Linked DNA regions of Hordeum vulgare: region 1 is linked to region 2. The links are chromatin contacts, called in public Hi-C maps. All regions are on one chromosome and are shown on one strand. The core of a region is the stretch at or near the end of the contact, and the rest is flanking DNA. Distances in the headings are between cores, read along the strand shown.

Region 1 (6,106 bases), core at 528-3,027, 290 kb after region 2:
GAAGGAGTACTGCTACAACCCCGTCCTCCTCGAGCATCGCCGACTGGTGGAGTGCCAAATCTATGATGAGTTTGTGAGTGCAGAGGTCGTGGCGGCCATGGTTCCGGAGGACCCGAACTTTGTCGAGGAGCATTGAGTGTTCTATGAGGCCGCATGCAATGCTTGGCGGTGGAGTCAAAGTCGTAGTCCATCGTAGACGGGAACGCCATTGGCACTGCTATGACCACAAGACTAGCCAGTCCACGTCCATCATGGACTTCACCTCCACCGGCTACGTCCAGGACACGGACTCCAACGAGGAAGAGGAGGATGTGGGATACGGCGCTTCATATCCCATGTGGGCCATGCTTGTGTCTCTTGTCTTGCTCTTCCTCACATATGACCCGCAACTTCACCCCCTAGCGCTCATAGTCGGAAGATACTTGGCATGGAGAACAACATGGACTTGAAGAACGGACTCCAGCGAAGATTTATGTTAACTTCGAGGTGTTTTTGTCAATGAAATATATTAAAAATGTAATAAATGTGTTTATGTTTAAGTGAAAAATCATCTTATTTGCATAGAAATCATGTATGTGAACAACCTAGGATGACTCGTTCTTGTATCATTATCTACGCATAGACGAATACAACGTCTATTTTAGGGGTCTACGCTCAAGATGCCCAAAGCCCTTACCTTAGGGCAACTCCAACGGGCCGACCAAACTGACGGCAATTTTGTTTGCTTTTTGTCCGTTTGGGTCGGCCAGGCAGACACGAACGTCTGCTTCGACGTTTGGGTCGGCGCATGCGCCCAACGCTGGCTCGACCCATTTTTGGCGGCGTGCACTAAACATGCATAATTAAACATTAAAAGCCGGCCACGAAGGCCGACGAGAGTCCACGCGTCACATTATATATGGAAAAAAAACCTAGGCATCCTCGGCGGCGGCGGCGTGGTCGGGTTGTGCCGGCGCAGGTAGTGTTGGTGTCGGCGGTGGCGCAGCACGAGTGCGCTCGTTCGCGAGGCGCGGCGCCATCTTAGCATGAAGGTCGACGGCCTCCTTTGGAAGAAGTGCGCGGGGCTGGACGACGAGGGTGTTCTGGGCGAAGCCGGGCGTAGCACGGGCGCGCTCGTGCGCCTGGTGCATCATCCTCTTAGCCTGCAGGTAGGCGACCTCCTCTGGAAGCATCGCACACGCATAGACGACTAGGTTGTCGCCGTTGTCCATGGCTGCTAGGTCGTCGACGAGGAAACAGAGGGGTGGCGAGATGGGGACGGGGGAGGGTTCTGGAAGCAGATGGCCGAACCCCACCGCACGCTCGGATTGAAAAAGGCTAACCACAGTGGCTGACGCGTGGGTCCGAGAAGGGCGGCGTCATAAATTATGTTGACCGTGGTGGTTGGGGCGGACACCAAGAGGGCGCGCGCGTCCGCTTCGCGTCCACGCCGACGCATTTCAGACCCAAATTTGGACCGAAAATGGATCGTCGCGAACATGGAGCGGACATGTTTTCAAAATGAGTCGACGCGTTGGACCCTCTTTTGTGTGTGCGCCGATCCAAACGGACGACGACAGATGAAATGGATCACCAACCTCATTGGAGTTGCTCTTAGGTGTGCTTCTAAAGCAATCCATGGCCTTTCTGCAACCACCAGTGCAGCCAATATTTCTTGACAACATGCATGTGGCTAGCTACCACTATCATTATTTTGTTCACCAAGCTTCGTGGCAGTTACAACCTTAACAATAAACTATATGCATCTGAAAGTTCTTGCTTAATCATTTCACGGGACCACCAGTCAGCCTCTCTTGCGAGTGCTTCCAACGGTCAGCGCACAGTGTACTGTGATAATGTAGGCGAGAAGTTCGTCACGTGTTTTATGATGTTGACGTAGGAAAATGATCCACCAACTTTCTGGTGCAGCTGGTCCACTTCCCAAAAGAGTCTTGTGCTTCTGCTTCTGATCCTGAGATCCTGCCATACGCGCTGTCCTCTCCATAAAATATCAGTATACCTTTAAGGCGCTTCTCATATTCATACGCAGTCATTTGATCAAAGTAATTTAATCATCCTTGAAGAAAACACTTAATTTGATGCAGTATTCAGACTTATTTCTGCTATAAGTTATCTGAACTAAAAACACGACACTTGTTTTGAGACAGACCGAAAGAGTACATATTTGTTGGGCTTACAACAAAAATATACTATTTTAATCCTTACAGTCTGCTGACTGTACCTTATTATACTTGCTTTTAAGGGATCCGTAGCTGAGCTCAGCGGCAGCCGTGTGTACATTGTTTTATTCAACTATTTAACGTACACACAAAAGAAGCCTATGAAGGAAGCGATGTTTGCGTCAATGCAGGAGAAAAATCCTCCTACGACAAAAGTCAACCGGACACTTACTCCTAAGTGAGCGAATAAGCGTGAGACAAAAGCAGAGAAACGAAATAGACAATCAAGCTTTCTAGACCGGCGGTCTTCTTGCAAGACACGCTTGATTAGATTAGATTAGATTAGATGGACACACGGACGAACACTAACCTTGCGGCATAGGAGTACCTCGCTCTCAACTACCTACCTCGACCAGCTGGCTGTTGCAACGTACTCCTACCTGCAAACACGTTAACCAACCAAGCTCCCTCTTCTTGGTAAACATGGTTAGGTCCCTCTACTGTGTCAGGATGGAGTGAGCTTCCAGCCACACGTTTGCGTAACCAAATTGATTAGAGAATCGTCATGCATGCATCGTGATGATACTATATAAGCACACGGCGACATAAAAAAAAAAAAAAAAAGGTATACGCCGTTTTTTTCCAAGCAAAAGCAGTGTAGTAGATTTACGCCGTTATTCACTCGGAGTGATCAGCGATCAATCAATTAGTGACATTGCTTAACGAGAGCAACGATAGGCTGCCATGGGGTGTCGTTGTGCTGTTCCTGCTAACTAATCACGAGTTGGTACAGCGATTATTGGAGAAGACAAGCGGCAAAGCGAAGACGACGGGTGATGCGAAAGAGACGCTTCATCAGATGGAGACGCTTAATATAACTACTAGTTAATCGTGGTACGTAAGGGACGGTCGATATGCATATGCTGGTGGTGGAGCAAAGGGGGATTTGCTTTGCTTTGCTTCGCTTGCAGCGCGGCCCATGCATGTGATGCGATGATCAATATAAAGCCCGCGGAAATGTGGCAAATTGCAGAGACTACTTTTAATCGTGGTTGTGATCTCGCTGTCTGGGTTGGTCGAACCTGTCTTGCCTCTCTAATTTCTTTCGGGAGTAATCTAGTGGGGCTAGTCCGTGGTGGGTGCACCGATTGAGAGCATCATTAGTTAGGAAACCCCCTTAATTTCAACAAGAAATCGATCCCGTTAAGCATCCGCGTGATACGACACCAATAACTTGTATCTTATGACCATCTCGATCTCTGTCTGCATGAAGAGTTTCGTATCCACCAGAAGGAAAAGCATGCGTGCAAGAGAGAAGGAGAAAAGCTAGTTAGAGATCAACTAAGGGCATCTTCAACACCATCCACCAAAACATGGCTAAACCTCCAAACAACTACGGCTTGGACATATTGTGTTATTCAACACGTTCGAATCCTTACAAACCCGAAGCAGAACAAGGACGATCAACTAAGGGCATCTTCAACGCCATCCGCCAAAACATGGCTAAACCTCCCAAGCAATACTGGCTTGGACATTTTCTGTTATTCGACACGTTCGAATACTTGCAAACGGGAAGCAGAACAAGGACGATGAGAGTGGCTTTTGTGCACCCATGCACGCACGGTGCATCCACAACCAAAAGCTTAGCAAAACATTTAAAAAAAAACTAAAACTTTGTGGCTGTGATAATGACCAAATATTTTAGGTGCTTGTAAAATTTGGTGACGAAATGACATCCTAGGAGCTTTGTACAAAAAAAAAATACTAAAAACATGTAAACAATAACGTGGGTGCAGCGTATCATTTGTATTTCGTCTTGTATGAAGATCATTTGATGTTTTTTGGTGACCAAACTTTGCAAGTCCTAAAACATTTGCTCATAATCACATCCATCAAGTTTTAGATTTTTTTTAAATTTACTGTTCACTTCATGGGTGCATCGAAGTTGGATGCAGCCACTACTTTCCCAAGGACGATTTGCGGACGTCCGCACGGTTGTCAAGTGGATATTCGACACTACGTACCTAGCCAAAACTGAGGAAGAAGCCGTACATTTGGACAATTTTACAATATTTTCAAGCGAAAACCCGCCCGTTCTCCGCTGTCTTCACTCTGATGGCAGCCATCATTCATCCCACTTCCTTCCAGTTTCATCGTCCGCCGCTACGATTTAACCGGAAGAGGTGCAGACTGAGATGTTCATAGTCCCGCCGTCCACAAGGCCAACACAACGGCATGCTCGGCTCGCCTAATCAAATAAAAGGAAAGGAAGGATGCTTTGACGACGGCTGGTCACCTGGTACCTCGTCCAGCAAAGCGTGTGAATCGGCGGATGCTGGTCTTGCAGTCGTCATCGCTTTTTGGTTGTGATTGCATATATTTTTGTACTTATATTAACATATGCTAAATTGATGTTGATCTACATATTCACGTCAATGGAGAAAGCCATTCCCGATACAATTATTTGATGCACTCAGGACCACAATCCTGGACACGTCTGCAGACATTTGATGCATCCGATTTAATGGATAATGTTGGAGATGCCCTACGTCAATGTGTCCGCTTAAAACAGAGCACTCTGCTTCCCTCGGCTAGGCGTCCTAATTGACGGATGCTCGGCTAGACCTCTAATAAAAATCTCAACATCTACAATTCTAAGAGTATCTTCAATAGCCACACAAAAGATTCACGTCCAATAAAAAATTTAGCGCGTCACTATAGCATTTTTATTATACTCGGACCAACGTTGCTTTAGCAGATGCCCAAAAACGCGTGCCCGAAAGGTATGCAGTGTAAATTGTGAAGCGCGCGCAAGCCGACGCCTCAAATATACTGCGCGCGACAGCGTTTTTCAGCGCATGCCCAAAACTTTTCAGCGCGCACACAATTTTGCAGCCTTTGTTGGAGTTGTCCGACGCCCAAAAACGAATAGTTCAGCGCGCGAAGCACTTTTTGGACGGCTATTGAAGATGTTCTAAAGTTATACAATGTAAAATTTAAATTCATGATGCAATTAATAATGTTGATTTAGTATTGTGAATGTTTATATCACCATTAAAATCAAAAGGAAAGAAAAAAAGAAAGAGAAAAAGGAAAAGTTGCATCAACGCAAAAGGAACATTGAGAAAGCCCAAACTGGGCTGGCCTAGCTCGGCTTGCAAGTGTAGGCGTCAACAGGTCCAATTGCGGGAGCTTTTATAGGACCCATTCTACGTCCAATAACGGCAAACCTTATTTAGCGTCACAGGCGCCGGTTAAGGGCAAAATGTGCTAACCGGCGCCTGCAGCGCTCCATAATGCATTATGAACTTTTTTAGCCCGTGAACATTTTTTGAAATCGGTAACTTTTTCGTAAATCGTTGAACTTTTTTCTGAAATTGATGAAATTTTTTGAAAATTAATGAACATAATTTAAAATTCATGAACTTTTTAGAAATCAGTGAATTATTTTTAAAATATGCTAAAAACAATTCAAAATCGATGATATTTTGTTCGAGTTCTGTGAACTTTTTTGAAAAATCATAAGCATATTTCCAAAAATCGGTGAATTTTTTTCATAATCATTGAACTTTCTCAAATTTAAATTTTTGAAAACTCTGTGAACTATTTCCGATTTTTTAATAATCAACGAATATAACATGGGCCGGCCCAAGAAGAGGGCCGCTGTAGGCGCCCGTTCCCCTAGTAGCGCCTGAAGAGCCACATACGAGGTCCCTCCGATAACTCCAGCATCGCACAGAGGTGCGTACTTGCAGGCTTATTCGCCCGCTTCACTGTTTCTCGCATCGTTGTTTCTTGCTGTTTCCTTTTTAATTATATTTTCTTTTCCTTATTGTTCCTTTTCTGACTTACTTTTATTATTTCTGGTTTGTTTTTTATTTCCTTTTTACTTTATTTTCATTATAATTTTTGCTTCATAAAACTATTTTTCCTTTAGTAAATGTCTT
Region 2 (6,272 bases), core at 1,308-3,807:
GGCATCGTATTGCTGACTGTCCTAAGCTGGAGCACCAGAGGTCCGCGGCGATGGCTGAAAAAAGAGATTACTACGGTGGTGGAGGTTACCGAGGAGAAATATGATTTCCTCATATTACTGTGTATATGCTGTTTCAAGAACTAAAATGCTGCAACGTAAGTTCATCCATGCTTGAGATACACCATACCTTACCTTATATGTGTGGACATCAATAAACAATGAGATGACAATCCAGATACAGTAGGAAACTCTTTTTTTCTTTTCTGGAGGGTGTTCGCAAGTCAAAACCTAGTAATGCATGTTGCTTGTGTGGTGCACAAGGTGCCACCCACTTCCATCACACCCTGTACCACACACCCATGTGAAACAGACTGCCTTTTGTTGTTGTACCAAATGATGCTTTTTAATCTCCTTTGGTAGCCGGACCCACCAAGAAATTTGTAGGGATCTTTAAAGGAATAATATGGGCGTTTCTTTGCCTTTAATTAATGGTTTCAGATAGCATGTGAATCATCATACAATCCTCCAGAAGAACATCGAGACATTTCAAACTGAACTTTCAAATCCATCTGGTCCATTACTATTAAGGTTTGAAAGTTCTAAAGATTAAGTGCCATGAGCATGTTATGATACCAAGAGTATAACACCATACGGAGGTTTCAAAGGTCCAGTGTGAAATTGACTTGACAGTTGCCATGCTGACTATAAGGGACAGAAATTAGGCCAGTTTTGTTCCTAGTGGGTCATGAGCAAACCTAACAGCTGAGCTCCACTTGATGGACAATGACATTGTGACATTCATACTAGAAAGCGGGTAGCTTGCTTATCTAGAACGCGACTGGGACTTAACGACCATTTTTAATTATTAAGCTTAGGTTTGGTGTCCTATTGCATAGAGAGTGGTTCAAAGCAATGAAGTTGTTGCATTGTCGTAACATTGCTCTAGGACCTAAAGAACTTACCGAAGACCCTAATGAACCACCATTACTCATATGGCAGGAAAATATCGTCACAAATGCAACTTTTAATCACCTGATGTGAAGAGGAGAAATTGTCATGAAGAACACGGATGTCCGCGCCGGATCGATATTCTCGTTCAGCCAGTCGGACCATGTTTTGAGCACCCGGCCATAGGCCTCGATCCTCGGCACCTCGTCGTGCTCTGACCAATACCTTGTATCTGGTCTCCTGCAAAAATTCGAATAGACAAAACAGCTACCATTTAGCATGCAATTCAAGCAGATACAATGGTGTGGCTAATAAAATGTTTACAGAGATGACCGACTGACTGACCGAACTTTCATGTCGGCGGTGTTCATCCACCAGATGTAGGTGTTGAAGATGAGGTAGTCCACATCCCTCCAATACTGGGCGTGCCCCTCGATCCTCTCAGGCCGTATGATCCGGTGCTCGATGCTGTGGATCTTGGGGTTGTCGGAGTTGGACTCGACAAGGAATGGCGCCCAGTAGAATTCGAGAGTGGCGCGGTACTCCTTGGCGTGGAAGATGGTGAGCGATCCCCGTTTGACTATCTTCTTCCTCCCTTTGCTCAGGATGGACTGCACCATGCACACCAGCGACTCCCACTGGTTCCTGTTCAGCGAGTCCCCCACGAACATGAGCCGCTTCCCCCTCATCCTCTCCATGAACCTCCTGGCGTCGAACCTGATTGAATCCATCCACGATTCACCAACCAAACGATCGAATTGATCAGCCATGAAAGAAGATGCAAAAGCTTTGGCACTTCCGTGTTGCAGATCTAGCAAAGGTGGGGAACGAAATGAAAGGAGGCGATCGAGCGCATACGTGGGGAGGGAACAGTTGTTGGGCTGCCATTGCCAGTACTGCCATGTATCGTCGTTGCGGCCGTTGGCGAGGCAGGTGACCTGCTTGGTGAGGAAGGTGCACTCTTTCTCCCGGTAGAGGGGGAGGGATTCGTTGTCGAAGACCCAGCGGCCGTGGGCTAGGTCGCAGGTGGGCGGGGGCAGCGCGATGGGGGCAAGGCCGGAGACGTTGTAGATGTCGGCGTCCGGGTAGAGGTAGTCGTCGATGGAGAGCTCGGCGATGGTGCGCGCGTCCTCGCCGTACATGATGAGCGCGAGGAGGGCGATGGCGCAGACGAGCGTGGTGACCGGGGACCGCCGGCCCGCGGCGAAGAGGGACCGGCTGGTGGAGGCGAGGGTGTCCAGCCCCAGGGGGTGGCGCGGGGGCGGCTTGGTGGCCGCCGGGGCGGTGGACGGCGAGGTGGAGGCCGGCGGCATGGCGGCGGCTTGTGGTCTGACCGCCGCCGGGGACGCGCGGAAGGGCTGTGGCTGGTTCGTTGGTGGGTGGGTGTCGGCAGCGAGGAAGAGGGGATCTGGGGGTGGTGATGGTGGTGGAGTGAGAAAGGGGAGGTGCCCTGCCCTGCCCTGCCCTGCCCAGCTCCGACGACTCCGGCAAGGAGGTGGTGGTGTCCTGATTTGTAGGGAGCTTGTCGGCGTCCGGCCGTGTGGCGTCGGTCAAGATCTATCGGCCGCCCCCCACCACCACACCACCTCGCTTCACGCTGACAGTAGTAGTAGAAAAATTAAAGAAGCGGCTTCCGTCAACTAGACTAGCGTGTTCATACTTTGGAAGATTCCAATTCATACACATACACAGCCCAATTCATGTGCGGAAATTCGTAGGGGCTGCGGGGCACGCACCTCCCAGCTGTGCCCCGTTGCACGATTATTTCATGACTAGTTGATCGCTTGTGCGTTGCCACGGGACATCATACCCTATGCGTAGGTGTGCGTTTCTCTTATATGGTATGTTAACATTTACGATGACATGATATGTTACCGCATTTATGTTGTGTCTCTTGCTTTTTGTATGGATTAATAACACTCATGAATGGTGAGTTGTTTTTCTGAAAATTCATAATTTGTATTAACCAAACAATTCAAACCAATGCTTCATGTATTTTTCAAACCTGAATTTATTGTGATAACTCATCAAAGGGAGTAAGGCAAAAGAACATACATTTGGGAAGATGATAAAAAAGAGAAGTACATGTATACGTAGATACGAAAACTACATGCCATCATATGTATATACGAAATTTATTGTGATAACTCATCATAGCTCCAGATTTACCTAGAAACATCTCAAGTATATGTATATACAAAAACTACATGCCATCATATAAGGTACTATACAAAAAATTGAAGTCCTAATGACCTTCACTCTAGTATGAGCTAGCAACTCTCTTTCCCTCTATCTAGTTCTAAATATGAACAACTGAGTAACAAAAAGCATGTGATTTACTCACTTTCCTCATTTTTACATATCTTTTTTGTATAAATGTAGTAGAAATTGAGCCAATACCAGCAATCATGACATATATAACATCTTCCCTTGAAAACGGAAACAAAATCTGATAGGTTCATGCTCAATCTTGAATTCCAGACCCAAACCATAGTCAAATCTGTATGCAAAACAAGACTGGATTGACTGGTCTTAGATCACCTCGACCTTCTCCACCGTTGTTTGAAATCCTTGGATATTTTTTCTTTATATAAGCACAACAGATAATCAGCTGAATAATGGAAGTGGGCATATTATTCTAGAATGCTCCGAATAATTCTAGATGGCTACATGTTATTACATTCTTTTTCTAGTGCCTACATCTTGTACTTACAAGAATACATGATCTATCTGAAGTAAAGTATGTACATTGAACATAATGATATCTGAATTATTTTGCGCATTAAGTACTTTGCTCCAAATTTAGTATCCTTGCTTGTGTGGGAATCAGGATAACAACGAGTTACTCGAGAACGAAAAAAGGCAGAAGCAGCCTTACATGACAGATAACCTTTGCTATGACATCATAGATGATATTTGCTTTGGCCCAACCTATTCATAAAAATAACTATCAGTAACAAGATAAAAAAATAACAACAACAAAAATGGCATAAGAAACAACCGAAGGGTGGTGGTTCCAGGTGCGATGTAGGTTTTTTATTGAACTATAATCGGCTGGTTTATCGCCTGGTTTATGGAGGGATTGAAAAAAATCGGTGGAACGGTGAGAAGGCTAGCGGTAGGAGGGGGATCGCTCGAGGTCGAACCATCACGAAGACGGTAGATCCCCCTTTCTGATTGTTCATGAACCAACATACTCGAAGAGCTAGGTGTGATCGTCCATGAACCAAAAAACTGGAAGCACACTATTACGGGAAAAAGTCTATGTAGGTGATAGCATCCAAGATCACTAATATATTGTTAAGCGTCTATAGGTTTTCAGATGAACACATTCCAGTCTTGCCTATATTCCTATAAATCTGCGTGATTAACTGAATATGTACCAGCAGGCCAATAAGAATGGCACCTACAACACCATAAAGGTAGCACCAAGCCAGAGACCCGGACTATAGTTTGTGTCAACATAAGTTCGCAAAATGTCAAGTTCAGTCTGCATAAACGTCTTTCCTATCCTATAAGATTTCACACAAGTAATGGGTATGTTCTTATTTCATTCAATGATGATCTGAACTGTGCTGAAGAAAAGCTATCCTATGCTACAGCTTCACAAAAACTTCTCTCGTGAAGATATGTGTCATGGTAACTACATCACACTGCTTGAATATATACAATAATGGTAATACCTGAACTTGATAACATTCAGGGTTAATAGGTGTGTCGTTCTTACACTTTCTCTGCATAGTGAGTCACACGGTTACTCTTTGATCATTTTATCAATTACATTAAAAAGGTGGTTCTTAGATCTGTGATTGCAGCTGACATGGAGAACCTCATCTCTATTTCCCATGTGTAATTACAATGCAAGGTACAAAGAAAATTTATTACTAAATATATCTAGAGCTTTGTGTGTTTACTTGTACACCTTAAGATTTCCCCCTTAATATTGAAAATCTTGCTGAAGAGGCTCGGTCTTGTGCTTCTTGAACGGGCATAATACTCCGAGACCTATAATAGAAGTGTAAAAACAGATACATACAGTAAAATGGACATGCAGATTCCATATCCTGATTACAGTTAAACTATCATCAGAAAAGAATTAAACTTCCTAATCTACAAAATTACCAAAAGATTATAGAATAGAAGAGATGCAACCTTACTAAAACAGGACAGAACAACAAGTCGCAAATGCGTATTGATCCGAGAATTTTTCAGTGTTCACTGGGTGATGTTCGTCGTCGTGATGTTGCACAGTGGCACATCAGGCCATCTATTTCTATAGATGGCATAAATGTACTCAGAATTCAGCTGCAAATTACAAATTGAGAATAGTCCAAGGAAAATTTAGAATAGTCGAAGGAAAACTTGGCTCTCCCACTGGCTGACATTGGTGAACAAAAGTTGACTGAAATGTAAATAAGTTCAAGCCTGCAATATTTTGAATCCAAGGCAGATCTGTTTGTGACTATTGCACATGAATTAAAACTCAGAACTGCGGGACTTGATTAGAATATAAAATCCCACGAATTCATAAGAAAACTGATCACGTTGGAAAACTCAACAAGTGATCACACACATACGGGGAGCTAAAAGTTCAGGTGGGGTTTCATTTTCCTTCGAAGAAGCCCATGTAGAACTTATTTTGGTCTAAAAGTGCAGACTGATATACGACCAATTTATCCACTTGCATAGATAAGTTCAGAATGAAGATTGTAACACTTTGTGTTCAAATTAATACACACTTGTACTCCTCGATCTTCAATGTAGCAGTTGGGTAAACTAAATGACAGCACATTATCTGATCTCATGAACCAACCCTGCACTGAACGATGGGCGGAGGAGAATAGATAAGCGAGACATTGAGAGCAACCCAAATTAAGATGGAGAAATGCACTTACAGGAAGGTATGTGACATTTTTTTGCTTCCATGCAGCATCAACGGGCCGAACATCCAGCAGAGAAAGAACTAACGTACAACATGAACCGACAAAAAAAATCAAGATTAAGGCGAAAAGTAACCAAGGGAGAGTGAAGAAAAACAAGACGGGGAAGGAATAGAGCCACACCACCCAGAGTCGGCAGCATGTGCTTGAAGATGCACAGGCACATGACGACCTCGCCGGAGCTCTTATCATGCCGCTGCTTGACATGGATAGTGTCACCATCGAAGAACGAATCCACCGGCCATGAACCTGAAGCAGACTAAATCAAGATATATATCAAAAATCAGATTTAATCCAATCCATAGCAGTAAAATAAAAGGAGTATATGGACACAAAAAACTATTCTACTTCAGGAATATGATGACAAAAGCAATGATCAACTAA

The links. A called contact is a pair of places that touch in the nucleus more often than the background predicts.
Region 1: a Hi-C map of leaf shows a contact between it and region 2, with 7 times the contacts expected there. The contact joins the enhancer-like site here to the promoter of LOC123395529 in region 2. A contact is called at or near these places in 2 of 6 Hi-C or Micro-C datasets (leaf and seedling) and 1 of 1 datasets of contacts at active chromatin or transcription factors (embryo).

What each region holds. Positions count from the first base shown.
Region 1 is chr5H:333,292,289-333,298,394 of MorexV3_pseudomolecules_assembly, forward strand. No RefSeq gene overlaps it. Among protein-coding and RNA genes, the nearest start is that of LOC123397453, 77 kb to the right of the region's middle. Within about 2 kb of position 1,778, at least 3 of the 3 cell types and tissues checked have open chromatin away from gene starts, as enhancers often do. A contact at or near this core is called in leaf and seedling, where this site is marked.
Region 2 is chr5H:333,001,794-333,008,065 of MorexV3_pseudomolecules_assembly, forward strand. LOC123395529 (protein trichome birefringence-like 28) reads right to left here and starts at 2,558. Exons shown (of 4, transcript XM_045090532.1): 1 at 1,807-2,558; 2 at 1,294-1,665; 3 at 1,033-1,188. The coding sequence starts at 2,261. It overlaps LOC123395530 (DEAD-box ATP-dependent RNA helicase 35A-like), which reads left to right. Exons shown (of 2, transcript XM_045090533.1): 2 at 1-1,024. The coding sequence ends at 104. It also overlaps the pseudogene LOC123396677.